Regions from separate parts of the Sus scrofa genome. Here region 2 is linked to region 1. The links are chromatin contacts, called in public HiChIP or PLAC-seq maps. All regions are on one chromosome and are shown on one strand. The core of a region is the stretch at or near the end of the contact, and the rest is flanking DNA. Distances in the headings are between cores, read along the strand shown.

What was found. HiChIP or PLAC-seq counts read pairs in DNA pulled down with a chosen protein or histone mark.
Region 2: an H3K27ac HiChIP or PLAC-seq map of alveolar macrophages shows a contact between it and region 1. The contact joins two enhancer-like sites. A contact is called at or near these places in 2 of 2 datasets of contacts at active chromatin or transcription factors (alveolar macrophages and skeletal muscle).

Annotation. Positions count from the first base shown.
Region 1 is chr13:110,402,406-110,408,896 of Sscrofa11.1, forward strand. No RefSeq gene overlaps it. Among named protein-coding and RNA genes, the nearest start is that of TMEM212, 8.7 kb to the right of the region's middle. Within about 2 kb of position 3,231, at least 10 of the 83 cell types and tissues checked have an H3K27ac peak or open chromatin away from gene starts, as enhancers often do. A contact at or near this core is called in alveolar macrophages, where this site is marked.
Region 2 is chr13:110,620,265-110,626,755 of Sscrofa11.1, forward strand. All of the region lies in intron 1 of FNDC3B (fibronectin type III domain-containing protein 3B), which reads left to right. Among named protein-coding and RNA genes, the nearest start is that of FNDC3B, 36 kb to the left of the region's middle. Within about 2 kb of position 3,362, at least 9 of the 83 cell types and tissues checked have an H3K27ac peak or open chromatin away from gene starts, as enhancers often do. A contact at or near this core is called in alveolar macrophages, where this site is marked.

The sequences.
Region 1 (6,491 bases), core at 1,981-4,480:
CACCAAGCAGCTGATGACTAACAATAAGAGCTCCAGTGTTTACATAACTGAGATCCCCTGCCAGCCTAAATTTTTGCAAATTCAGACAAACCTAGGGAGGTTCCAGGGCCAGCTATATTTGTATGAGACTGAGGACTCCCCTAGAAAAGGAGACTCACAAGAAAGGAGAGTCAAGGCCAGAGGACTGGTCCAAAGATAATGGGCTAGATCATTCTGCAGCCATCTGCCAAGGACATGCAGCAGCTGGAGCATCACCTCAGCTGCTGGATGAAGGCACAGGGCACAGGGCCGCCTAGAGGCAGCTGGAGGAAATGAGTGTGGGAGCCTCTGCTGCAAGAAAAGCAAATATCCGGAGAGAAGATAGTCTCCTGCAGAAATGGGGCAGAGTCCTGCAATTCTGTGTGCAGGAGTGAAGTCTCAGGAAAATAGTGTGGCCCAGGGATTGTTTTGCAACATTTTGAAAAAAAATCTGAAGAGGAAACTGATGCACTTCAAAGAGCATCTTTCCTTATTATTCATCATGAGGAGATTCTGATAAAAGGTAACTCACCTGTGCTTTAGGATTGTCCTCTGTTTACAAACACCACATTTACCACCTTTATATTAGGGAGAATCTACTAATTGCTCATTCCAAAGTTACTCTGATGTGGGTATTCAAAAGGAAAACTTTTGCTCACTAAAAGTGCACCCCCAAAATATTGCAGATCTCTTCTCTAAGGAAATAGCGCACAAGGTTTGTCTAACTGAGATAGTTAAATTTTTAAAAACATAATTAAATCCATGTTGTAAATACTTCTTTTATTTGACAAAAGTATATCTAATTTTTGAAATGTCTTTCTTAGAGTTCCCATTGTGGCTCAGTGGAAACGAATCTGACTAGCACCCATGAGGACGCAGCTTTGATCCCTGGCCTCGCTCAGTGGGTTAAGAATCCGGCATTGCTGTGGCTGTGGCATAGGCCAGCAGTTACAGCTCCAATTGGACCCCTAGCCTGGGAACCTCCATACACTGCAGGTGTGGCCCTAAGAAAAAAAGCCAAAAAAAAAAAAAAAAAAAAAAGAAAGAAATGTCTTTCTTACAATTACTGTCTTCTCTAGCCCAGAATTAGGAAAACGTAAGCAGACTGAGGAGATTTTTTATTTCTCTTATTATCATTGTAAACACATAAAATGAATTCTTCATAGTATCTATGAGCTTAGCTGGCATTAAGCAAACATTTCTAGACTTTAATAATGAAGGACTCAAATAAGCTTTTTAGTAACACCTTGTAATAATATGATCTACTCACATTTTCCAGTTTGTGGATATCACAGCTGTGTCAGCTTACACCCCTCCCCAGGCTACAATTCAGGCCAGCTCTGTCCCTGCTGTAGACATTAAAAGTCTATGGTTTATCATTTGTCTAAAAATGCATATAGTTGGATTCAATAATATTTCCTAGATGTCTTTTCCTATATCAAGAAAGGAGGAAAAAAACAAAATTTCATGGGGTTTGAAATGGACATCTCTGGAGCTCAAAACTTGCATTTGCTGAAATTTGCATTTACTGTGCATAGCCTTGCCTCTGGACCACAGAACATGTGCCCATTTCAATATTTAAAAAAAATGTATTATTAGGAAACATAGAATAATAAAACAAGTAATGAGACCAAAGGGTAGGAATTTGGCTTTTATTTTGCTTTTGGTAGAGAGATTTTGTCTCAATCTTGGAACAAATTTGAACATTGGAGGTGGTTAAGCTATAGGCTGGAAACAATTTTTAAGAAGAGCAGGACTCATATTCACCTCTTTGGAGTTATACAAATGAAATCTGCTTAGAGGATGGAAAGGAATGGAAGAGATTAGAGGATGACATTAAAAGATCCTATAGAACAGATATTTATTAAAAACATTAGTTAATATAGCATTATGAAAAATGAAGGGTAAACATTTCATAATTTCTGTGTGTGTGTGTGTGTGAATGGCAAGCCTATTTTCATAGCTCTTACTATTCTTACGCCTACACACACACATGTAAACTTACCTGTAAATGGTCCCTTATAGACTTGGGTCTGACTAGAGATGGCAGAAACTTCCTTGGCACTTATTAGCATTGGGCCTCTCCTTCCTGCCATTCACTAAACATTGATTTCCAAAATGGATTTTTTCAAAACTTCTTCCCCCTCTCCCTTTTAGAGAAAATAGATAATTTTCTTAACACATAAACACTTCTTACTTCAAGTTTATAAGAACATGGATCAGGAGTTTGACCTATCACTTTCGAAAAACTGCCCATCTTTAACATGGAGTCAGGCAAAAGAAATGCAAAAATAATAGTGGAAACTATTTCACATGATCACTGAGGCTGTAAGGAGTGGGGAAAGGAGAGCCTCCATGAAGAGAGAATTGGTAGAAAAAGTAGAGTTCACTCTGTTTTAAAATATCCTAAGTGAATATGGTATAAAAACCACAAAGCATAGTTTTATCCTCAAAGGATGTAAAGGAAATAGAATCTTTAGGAAAGAATGACTGTGTGCTAGGGAGAGAGTTGAAAAGTATATTTTGCAAGAAAGTCAGACTTCAACTCAGAACTCGGCTTTTTCAGCTTGAGGCCAAGACTATAAAAATTAGAAGAAACCCTTTCTTTAGGACTAGATTGAAGGGTTTATATTATGCATCCCAGCAGCCAGCTTTGCATGACCTGTTTTCTCTCCCTTTACTCTAAACTCTGTAATGGTGATTATAATTTTCCCATTCTGGGCTTAAGGCTGCCACTTTCTTTTGTGCTGAAAACCCAGGACTGTTATTAGCATGGTTGCATGATTGTTGGCCTTACAAATAGTTATTCATAAATACCAAAGTGGAAAAAAAAATCATGTTTAGCAACAATATACTAGACATTGTTTTATTACATATATCCAGTCCAGAAGATTTAAAATTCAGATTAGATCATTATCACATATGTAATGGGTAGAATTTGGAACATCTATGCTGAGGTTTATACCAAGTTGATCTGAGTTGAAAGAACTGAGTAATAATGTTGAAGAGTCACACTTAGCTGAATTTAAACCCTTTAAAACTTAACACATGAATTGAAAATTTGCCCTCTCCCTAAACTATAAACTTCTTGAAGCATGACTGGTCTCTCCCTGTGGTATTATCTTTCAATTTTGAACAACTGAACTAATCTAAGTAATGATTCATCTGTCACTAGAGGGGGTTGAAGCATTTCTGTCCTCTGTTGCCACAGAGCAAGAAAGATTCTAGAAAGTTGTCCTTTCTCCCACTTGGTATGTGTGGGAGTATCAAACCCCAAATAGAGCAGTGCTAAACTTTTTTTTTTCATATTTTGTTTTTCTATAAACAAACTTTATCTGTGGCCTTGTAGCAGACGGTCAGTTCCAGGAAACACACGGCTAACAATGTCATTCCCCTTGTATTGCACGTAATATAAAAACAGAGTTTAAGTAAATATTTGAATTAGGACAATTTGAAAAATTTAACTTTGGAGTAGCCTTTCCCTGGCATGTATTGATCACTTTTTCTAGAGTGGCTCTTTCTAATATGCTATCCCTACACCATTTAAATGAAGCTTGTTCAGTGTAACATATAATATATTAGCAGAGTATAATCCTAGAAACTCAGCATTTGCAGAATGGAACTGCAATTAGGAGATTCAACTCCTGCTGCATATCAAAGAAAAGCTGATCTATAAATAGCAGTAGAGCAACACCTAGTGCTAAGCACAGATATAGCAGAAAGATCTCAGTCACAACCATCTTATTAGGCCTTAGGTTTTATACTGAATGGATAAACAACAAGGTCCTACTCTGTAGCATACGGAACTATATTCAATATTCTATGATAAATCGTAATGGAAAAGAATAGGAAAAAAGAATGTATACCTATTCATAACTGAATCACTTTGCTACACAGCAGAAATTAACACAACATTGAAAATCAACTATACTTCAATAAAATAAATTTTTAAAAAGTTTTAGTTTATGGTTGCAATAGGATGACTCTTTTCCTTGGTATTTTAACCATGGAATTATTCTGTGAAATGACAAGCCTGGACTGGCTGGTCTTTAAGGTTCTTATAGACTCAGTGTGTGATCCTGCAGTTGGGTTATTTTTATGTACTTTTCATTTTCATTGCCCTACATTCTTCTTAGTGAACTTGTCCATTAGATAAAGGAGGCTTGCTTAGGCCTAGCTTTTACCTTTTATGTCAATTAGCTTTGCGTAGATTGTGAGAAAGAAGCAGAAGTGTTTATGTACTTGGACAATGCCATGAGGAAGTTCCAAGAAATGCCCTTTCTCTTCTTTAAAAAAATAGTAAATATATACATATGTACAAACTAGGGTAGGATACCTCCATTGTTGAAAAAGGAAAGTGTGGGCCTTTGTATGAAAAAAATGATCCCACATCTGCTAGTAGTAGGTGGTGTTTATTCTATGCTACTCAATTCCTTATGTCATAAGGACGCACTTCTTTTATTATCCTATCTCAGAAGAGATCACAATATCATCTGTATGGAAATACAAAAAGAGCATAAGTTTTCATAGCCAAATTCTCTGGAGCACAAGTTTTCTATGTCTTTGTTATTTCATTTGTCTATAGACCGGGGAAAATACTTACTATTTATGGAAAGTGGTCAGATAAAGAAATAGATAAAACCTTTGAATATGCAGAGATACATAAAAACCGTTAAATTAGATAGATCACCATGAACATGAACTGCTTTAAAAGCTGGCATCACCAGTGGAGGAAAAATGTGCATGAGAGCTTTCTTTCAGAGGCAGAAGTTCCTGCTGGACTTAAGCAGTTAGTCTGTGATCTTGTGTCTTTTCCTTTAAAACACACAATGTCATGTGGCAGTATGTCAGGGGCTGGTGTCCTCAGGCCAAAAGAATCGCAGGATGGTGACTTCAGGGTGCCTCTCCCATGATCTGCATACAATGCGGAAGTGTCACAGTGCAGTCTCACAGCTGGGTGAGCTAACCGGGAAGCTTTTCCTTGTGTTTCTGTGTGGATTTTCATGGAGAGGGGATGGAGAGATTTAAGGTAGCAAGAAATTAAATATTTTTAGGTGAAAGCCTGAAGAGCTAGCTTTCACAGCAAAACAGTCTGTATAAACTAGCGACTGTGATAAGCAGTGACTTCATAAATTCATTCATTCATTCATCATTTCTAAACATCTACTGTGAGTCCAGCACTGTTGTTGGCTCTGGGGTGTTGTAGTGAACAAAACAAAGTATTGGCCTCTGTGTCCAACTAGTTTTCATTCTAGTTCGGAAGACGCATAGAAATCAAGTGAGCCAAAAGCTAGGAAGAATAAAATCATGTGGTAATGAGTAAGCTCAGAAAAAGGATGAAGAAAAGGTTGACGAGGGCTGGTCTGTGATGAGGGGCCCTTTGAGCAGAGGCCTGGATGAAGCAAGGGAGTGAATCAGTGGTTTGTACATACTTAGTTTAAGTTGCTTCCCTATATTTTAAAATATATAGGAAATGAGGCTGCTGATATTTCAACTGTTGCTCGGAAAGCTAGGTAAGGCTTTGTTTTCTGACTAATCAGAAACTGGTTTCAAGAAGTTCACTCAACCTAGTCCCTTTTGGCCAGTGGACGGGGATTTGCTTTTGTGTTCTCTGCCACGTCCACATCCTCATTAAATTCTCATCTCTCCATTTATCTACACCAGGAACTCCATGCCTGAAAGGTTTGCTATCAGTTCCCTCCCAGCTTTTCATCCCTTTTCAAGAAGCTGGGAAGGAAAAGTGATTTGGTTTTATGTTCCTTCAATCCTTGCCCTCCTTAGCCTCTGCTGTGCTTGTTGACAAGTTTTCATTATTTTATAACATAGTCACCAGAGCTGGGCTGAGATCACCAATTTGTTTCTTGGAGCCTTTGAATTGTCCAGCTGGTGGATGTTGGCTTCCATTTACTGGCTATTTGTGTGCCACAAAGGTCAAAGTGAGGCTCCTTGGAGGAACTCTGGGTGAAATCTGTCCAGTAAGAACCAGTTGCCCACTGCTCATACCAGATAGAGGGGAAGCTCTAGTTGGAAGTTCCCAGTCCTCAAGCAGATAACATTCTTCCAGATAAAGGCTTCTTAGGGACAGGCAATTTGGCCACTTAGGTACGTTTGCTCCCTTGGGATTTATTTTAAGCCATGGAATCTTAGATATGGAGGAGTCTTAGAAATTATCTGGTCTAACCTCCACATGTTCCTGAGGACACAAAGATTATAAGAGGCTTTAATTTACTCAAGGTCATACAGCCCTGGTCTCTTTCTGCTGCACCAGGCTGCTCCTCATCATGTTCATTTGTTTTAGCCCACACTCCCTCAAACAGATGTTCAGGAACATTCCATACGGTAACCATCCCCGTCCATCTCCACATTAAGGGCAAGAGCCCACACATGAAGCACTGCAGAATGGAAAACCAGCCCTGGCAATGCTCTGGATAGAAATTCTGGGATTTTTACATCAATACGCAGAAAAGAAACTT
Region 2 (6,491 bases), core at 2,112-4,611, 220 kb after region 1:
AAATAGTTTAGAAACTGACTTTGCTCTGTGTCCTCGTCAATTAGAAACTTTTGTTATTTTAGCCAGAAAAATTACTTTTTATTTTATTTTTTTTTTGTCTTTTTTTAGGGCCACACCTGAGGCATATGGAGGTTCCCAGGCTTGTGATTGAATTGGAGCTGCAGATGCTGCCCTATGCCACAGCCACACAGTATCCGAGTCGCATCTGTGACCTACACCACAGCTCATTGCAGCATCGGATCCTTAACCCACTGAGTGAGGGAAGGGATCAAACCCACATCCTCATGGATACTAGTCCGATTGGTTACCGCTAAGCCACAATGGGAACTTCCCAAATTACCTTTCTTTTGCGTCCCCCCCCACCTCTTTCCTTACCCCAGGAACTGAAAGCCAGGCCTTCTGTCATGGATTTAGGACGATGCTTTACTGCATCTTCAAGCAAGTTTTATCACAGGATGATGACTCTGGATGAAACTATCTGGTTATGACTTTGCAAATGATGTATTGAAGTTTGGTTGTCCAATTGAATTTTGATATATATTAGACACTGTTTTTCCAGTTACTTAATTGAAAGTACACCTTTATCCTGAGAAGATGCTCTTATACAGTTGATAATGGATTGTGCTAAATAGACTGTGACTGTTATAACTGACACTGAGGTGGCCCTCCTGCTCTGCAAGTAGTAACAGTGGTTTCAGAAATCCACTGTGCTAGTATTTAGATCAGGTTCTCTGTTTACAAATTCTGCAGATTTCATAATTTAGAAACATGTGTGTGTTGTTCCCACACAAGTCAGTCTGTGTGTACACATAGCAGCTTGTACTAAGGACTTGGAGTGACAATTGAGTCTTGAATTCTTTTTAAAAATAATTTGCTTGTGGCTCTGCGGCTTAAGAGTCCCGCGTTGTCACTGCAGTGGCTTGGGTAGCTGTTGTGGTTTGGATTTGATTCCTGGAACTTCCGCATGCTCTGAGTGCATCCAAAAGAATTAAAAAAAAGAAGAAAAATTAGCACAAAGTTAAAACTTTACTAATTTAAAGACGTCAGAGTGGTTTCTATTTAAGAGCGGTCCTTTACTTCATGCTTTTGCATGTTAGTAACTTATCTTGGAGTTTGTCACTTCTGACTATGGAATCTTGCCTTCCATAGTGAGGTTGACTTCATGGTAGAGGATGTCCCAGATATCTTAGTTGGCTGTTTTATAGCATGCGGTTTGCTATAAGGGCTGGAAAATAAGGTAATTTAAGTCTGTTTTGAGACACGTGGAAAGGAAGCTGTTTCTTAACTATCGGGCACGGGAAGCTTGGCAAGACTGAAATCCATTAGTGGCCACAGTCTCATGACTGATGACCACTTGGGGACCTACAGTTAGATTATTGCAGACCTACATCTGACATAATTGATGTTGTCATCAGTTTTAAACTACTCACCCTGTTCTGCCAACTTTCTTCCAATAATAAAAGTGTCTTGCTTTGCATGTGTGAAAGTTTGTGTGACTCTGTGTATGTGTATAGAATTAGGGAGTTTTAACCACAATCCAGTCACAACTATTTGAACTCCTTGATTTTAATAAAACATTAGAAAACTGATGATTCCACTACTTCCCCACTTCCTATATTTGGGAAACCTGTGGGTTTCTTCTTACCAAGTTAGTTAAGAGGAAGGGGGAAAGATTGCTCCAAACCAGGTTATTCTTCTCCTAGAGCCTAAAAGAAATACAAGGACAGATGGGCCTTCAAAACTTGGACAGGAACTTAAAAATGCGAATTAATGTATACTTTAAAAATGTTTGTTGCTGCCTTTTTAAAAAAATTTTTTGTATTTTTGCCATTTCTTGGGCCACTCCCACGGCATATGGAGGTTCCCAGGCTAGGGGTCCAATTGGAGCTGTAGCCGCCGGCCTACACCAGAGCCACAGCAACGTGGGATCTGAGCCGCGTCTACAACCTACACCACAGCTCATGGCAACGCCAGATCCTTAACCCACTGAGCAAGGCCAGGGATCGAACCTGCAACCTCATAGTTCCTAGTTGGATTCGTTAACCACTGAGCCATGATGGGAACTCCTGTTGCTGCTTTTTTATGGAAGTAAGGATGTTGTTTCCTGAGAGGTTTGCTATAAGGGGTCATTTTCCTTAATAGTTTTTATCATGTTCGAAGTCCCATACTCTATAAATAATGATATATATGTAAATAAAGTCCCAATTACCTCTTTATCCTGAAAGTTTATAGATCTGATTGTTGAAAGCAAAGTCCAGTCCTTGTAGTTTTGCATGAGAGATTTTTAATGCATAGGCACCAAGGAGGTCATCTAATTCTCCATTCCAACCAGTGCCAGGACCTCCATCTGGGACATCTTGACACAGGGTCATCAGCCTGTGCTACAGGCTCTGTGATCCATTAACAAGACAGTTAGACTAGAAGGCCCTGGAGACTGGCTTCTAGGCCTGGTTTTGCCCCTAATATACCAGTTTGGTGTTAGGCGTCTTACGGTTATGATTAATGAAATGAAAGGATTAGACCAGGCGGTCAATAAGGTTTCTTTCAGTTCATAATTTTTTTGAATATTCACTAACAAAGTTTCTTTAAGAAGTAATCAGTTAATCCCCCCCACCCCCGACAACTCTCACTTTTATATTAATCCCAAATTGTCATGGTTAAAGATAAGCTTGCTTCTTTCTTTCTTTCTTTTCTTTTCTTTTTTTTTTTTTTTTTTTTGGTCTTTTTGTCTTTTGTCTTTTTAAGGCCGCCCTTGTGGCATATGGAGGTTCCCAGGCCAGAGGTCCAATCGGAGCTATAGCCACCATCCTCTGCCACAGCCCCAGCAACGCGGGATCCAAGCAACATCTTCGACTTACACTACAGCTCACAGCAACACGGATCCTTAACACACTGAGTGGGGCCAGGGATTGAACCCTCATCCTCATGGATACCACTTGGGTTCTTAACCTGCTGAACCATAACAGGAACTCGCCCAAATTTTAGATATGTATGACTGAATCAAAATAAATCAATACTTGCCTTTATTCTTTGTGATACAATTCTATACTATTCTATTTTATTTAAAGAAATGCCAGTCAGTGACCCACTGAATTGATTTTTGGCCCAGGAATGGGTCTTAAAAAAATACTACTCCATGGCAACCCTGAACAGGTGTGTTTCTTGTTTCACGTGACAACCCCTCAAACTCAACTCTAGCCAGCGTGTTTACCTTTAGCCCTTCTCTTCTACAGGCTGTGGTTCTCCAGTGTTCAGAGCTTTTACTTGTATGATTTGATATTTTGACTCACCACCATGCTGGTCAAATGCTCCTAGGTGCTTAGAGTTTGCGTCCCTCTTAAAGTAGTGGTGACTAGAGGAAATACAATCTCAGGATAAAATTTAACCAGTGCCAGCCCTTTCTTCTGTCTCCTTTCCTCCTAGTGTTTACTGCATGTTACACATTTTTTTTTCTACAGATATTTATCCACACATGTTTACTGTGTTAGGACTGTCCTTGGTGTTTAGGGATACAGCAGTGAGCAAAACCCCAGTTTTTGCTTTCTGAGAGTTGGGGGTTGTAGAGAGTTGTGCTGGCTGCTCAGAGTGTGAAGATGAGTCACAGCTAGTCCCTTGCCCAGAGAGCTCTCCTTTGGCGCTCAGTTCATGTGGTCTTTTATGGCTCTGTGTTGCATGCTTCTTAGGTATTTTCCCTCTGAATTGTGAGCTCTTCCTTCTTTTCCACTTGAGTACACATCTCAGCAAAGATGAAGTGTCAACTTCTAGGAAGATAGTATGAAGCTTTAAAAGATGATAATTCTCTTAAAACTTAAGAGGATACTTTTAAAGTATCAAAGTACAAAAATACTAAATTATTTTTTATGAGTTTCACAGTGGTTAAAGGAGGGTCAAAAGTTTCTTTAATATGTGATCAAAGCCTGTGAATTCCATTCAGGTCACAAGGACATCAAGAGGGGTCTTTAATTTTGGGGAGGACAATGAAGTGTTAAATAAAATTGTAACGATTTCTAGAGTGACTTTGGCATGGGTAAATTTGGACCAATGTTAACAGTTTTAGTTAAGTAGTGTTTGTAGTTAAAAAGTTAATTCAGTTAACTAAAATATCTGTTGTATGTAAAGTAATATATTGGAGGGAAGAACTTTGAGTGGACGAGATAAATAAAAATGTGGGTTCTTAACTTCAAATTTGTATTCAAGTTAGAAAATATACATACATGACATTATATAAACCAGTGATCAAGCCGCATAAGTACAACCTGAATATGATTATAGGTAAGTAGAATTAATTAAGAATGGGTAACTTGAGACCTAGAATTTGAAGTGGATGGGGATGGATTAGTGAAAAAGGTTTTTGTGTCTTGTAAGCTGAATGTTAACTTAAGGAATTTGCGTAATTAAAAAAGCTGTTTAGGTGAAGTTGCAGTCTATTTACCTTTTAAAAGTAGAGAATTTCTTCTTTCTGTTTGAAGAATTAACAAATTAAGAGTTTTTGTAGAAGATGTAAATATATTCTAGCATGAGAAACTAATGTTAGAGAAAGAGCAAGGAAGCAAGTCTTCAATATGACATTATTCAGTCAGAATGGGATTGTATTAATCCAGGGGTGTGAAAATGTTTATGGGGTGGCATTTTCACACAGACCTCTTCCTTTACTTTATTCTGAACTACATAAATATCAATTAAAGCTTTCTAGTCCAAGTTAACAGATGGTGATGTATGCTGGATTTATAAACAAAGCCCTAGAACAATACTGCACTTAATTGATGAATGCTCTCTCCCTTCTCTGAACAAAGATTTTGGCCTCTCGTGTGCTTGTCTGAGAGAGAATTAATGACTTCTTTTCTGTGATCTCATGTAGAAAGACTCTCACTATAGAAATATTTGGGGTTTTTTCCCCCTAAGAAGGAAACTTGAATACTTTTTAAGTTGCCTAGTAATTTGAGTTTGCAGAGGTGGACTGAAAAAGTATTTGGACAACTTGTATTAAAGTCACCTTAAAAAAAAAGTCATATTCTTTGTCTTCAGAGTAGAATGATGCCTCAAAACCAAAAATAGTAAGCTAAATAAAATACACAGACAAGAACATGTCTAATTAGATGGTTTCAGGCAAACATGCAAACTAAACCTAATTTAAACCTTTTTTCTCTGAACTTCTACTTGACATTCTTTAACACGAGGTGACACTTTATACTGATTCTTAAAATGTACCCTCTCCATGTATTTAAGATATGTGAAAGTAACTATTTTGTAATGCTGCCATGCAAATGGAACCTTGGGGCTTGGGAGGGTGAGCACAGGTGTCCAGGTCCAATGGAATGCAGGTCTCTGTGCCTGAGAACAAAGTGAGAGGAACCGTTTGACCAGTGTGACCGTGTCCATAGAAAATATTGATTCTCATTTGTTTGGAAATGGTATATTTCAGATTGTGAAGACGTCTACCTCATCTCTTCATCCTAGCTTCTTTGAAACAAGCAGTAGGTTGATTGAGGTAAATATTTAAATATACTGAAGCATTTGGATTGTGGCAGAAGAAAACACTGGCGCCTTTGGTTGAAGGCAATCTGTACAAAATGCTTCTGACTTTAATGATAGCTTTCTGCCTGCTGCCACCCAGGCATCCTTCTTGTGCTCATTGGTTTGAGGAGCATTCCCTAAAGTGAGAGAGGCAGTTCACATAACAGTTCTGGAGGTTCCTGCCCAAGGCAGCCTTTTATAGGGAGTTCTGGTAGTGTCACATGAATGTTTGGGCATATGTACCTGACTATCTCTTGACACTTTGGTGCAGGAAATAACAACTACCACTCTCCCATTTGGCTAAGCTTTGACATAGGTATTTTAGCAGTTTTTGAGAACCTGCAAATATTGTGTGTTGTAAGCCCTTGTCCAGGATTGACATTTGTATAAATCAGCATCTCCCTAGAAGAAGACATGACATAAAAAATATGAATTCATAATATATTAAGCAACATAAATGCCATGCTGTTAAACTACACAGTTAGAATCTGAGATGAGGCCTCAGTATCCTCTATCCAATGCTGATTGTGGTCAAAGAGCATTGGATGAGTTGTCTGCAAGTCCTCATACCTGTTAAGTCCAGAGCAGGTCTCTGGCTTCCTCCAAAGCTGCTATTCACCTTGGTGGGATTTTGTGTGGGGGCTACAACTAGTTGTATAGGAGTAGAGACCAGGAAGAACAGACTGGCAAGTGAATTGGGAAGATATTGATAGAAGGACTTCAGATAATTGGAAAGAAATTTTGTGGTCAGGATACTTTTAGCACCAAAACAGAGGCATCTTGGGAGTATTGATGTTTGCCATTGTCAAGGCCTACTTTACCTACTTCAGCACTCCGTTGTATCCACACTCAAATTTGTGGAGATGGTAAATAATACTTAGATAGCTACATCTGAAATTGTCAGTGTCCTTAAAGATGATGAAAGGGAAAATAGGAGCTAGAGCACGTTTTAAAGTGAGGTGTTGGGTGAGGGAACA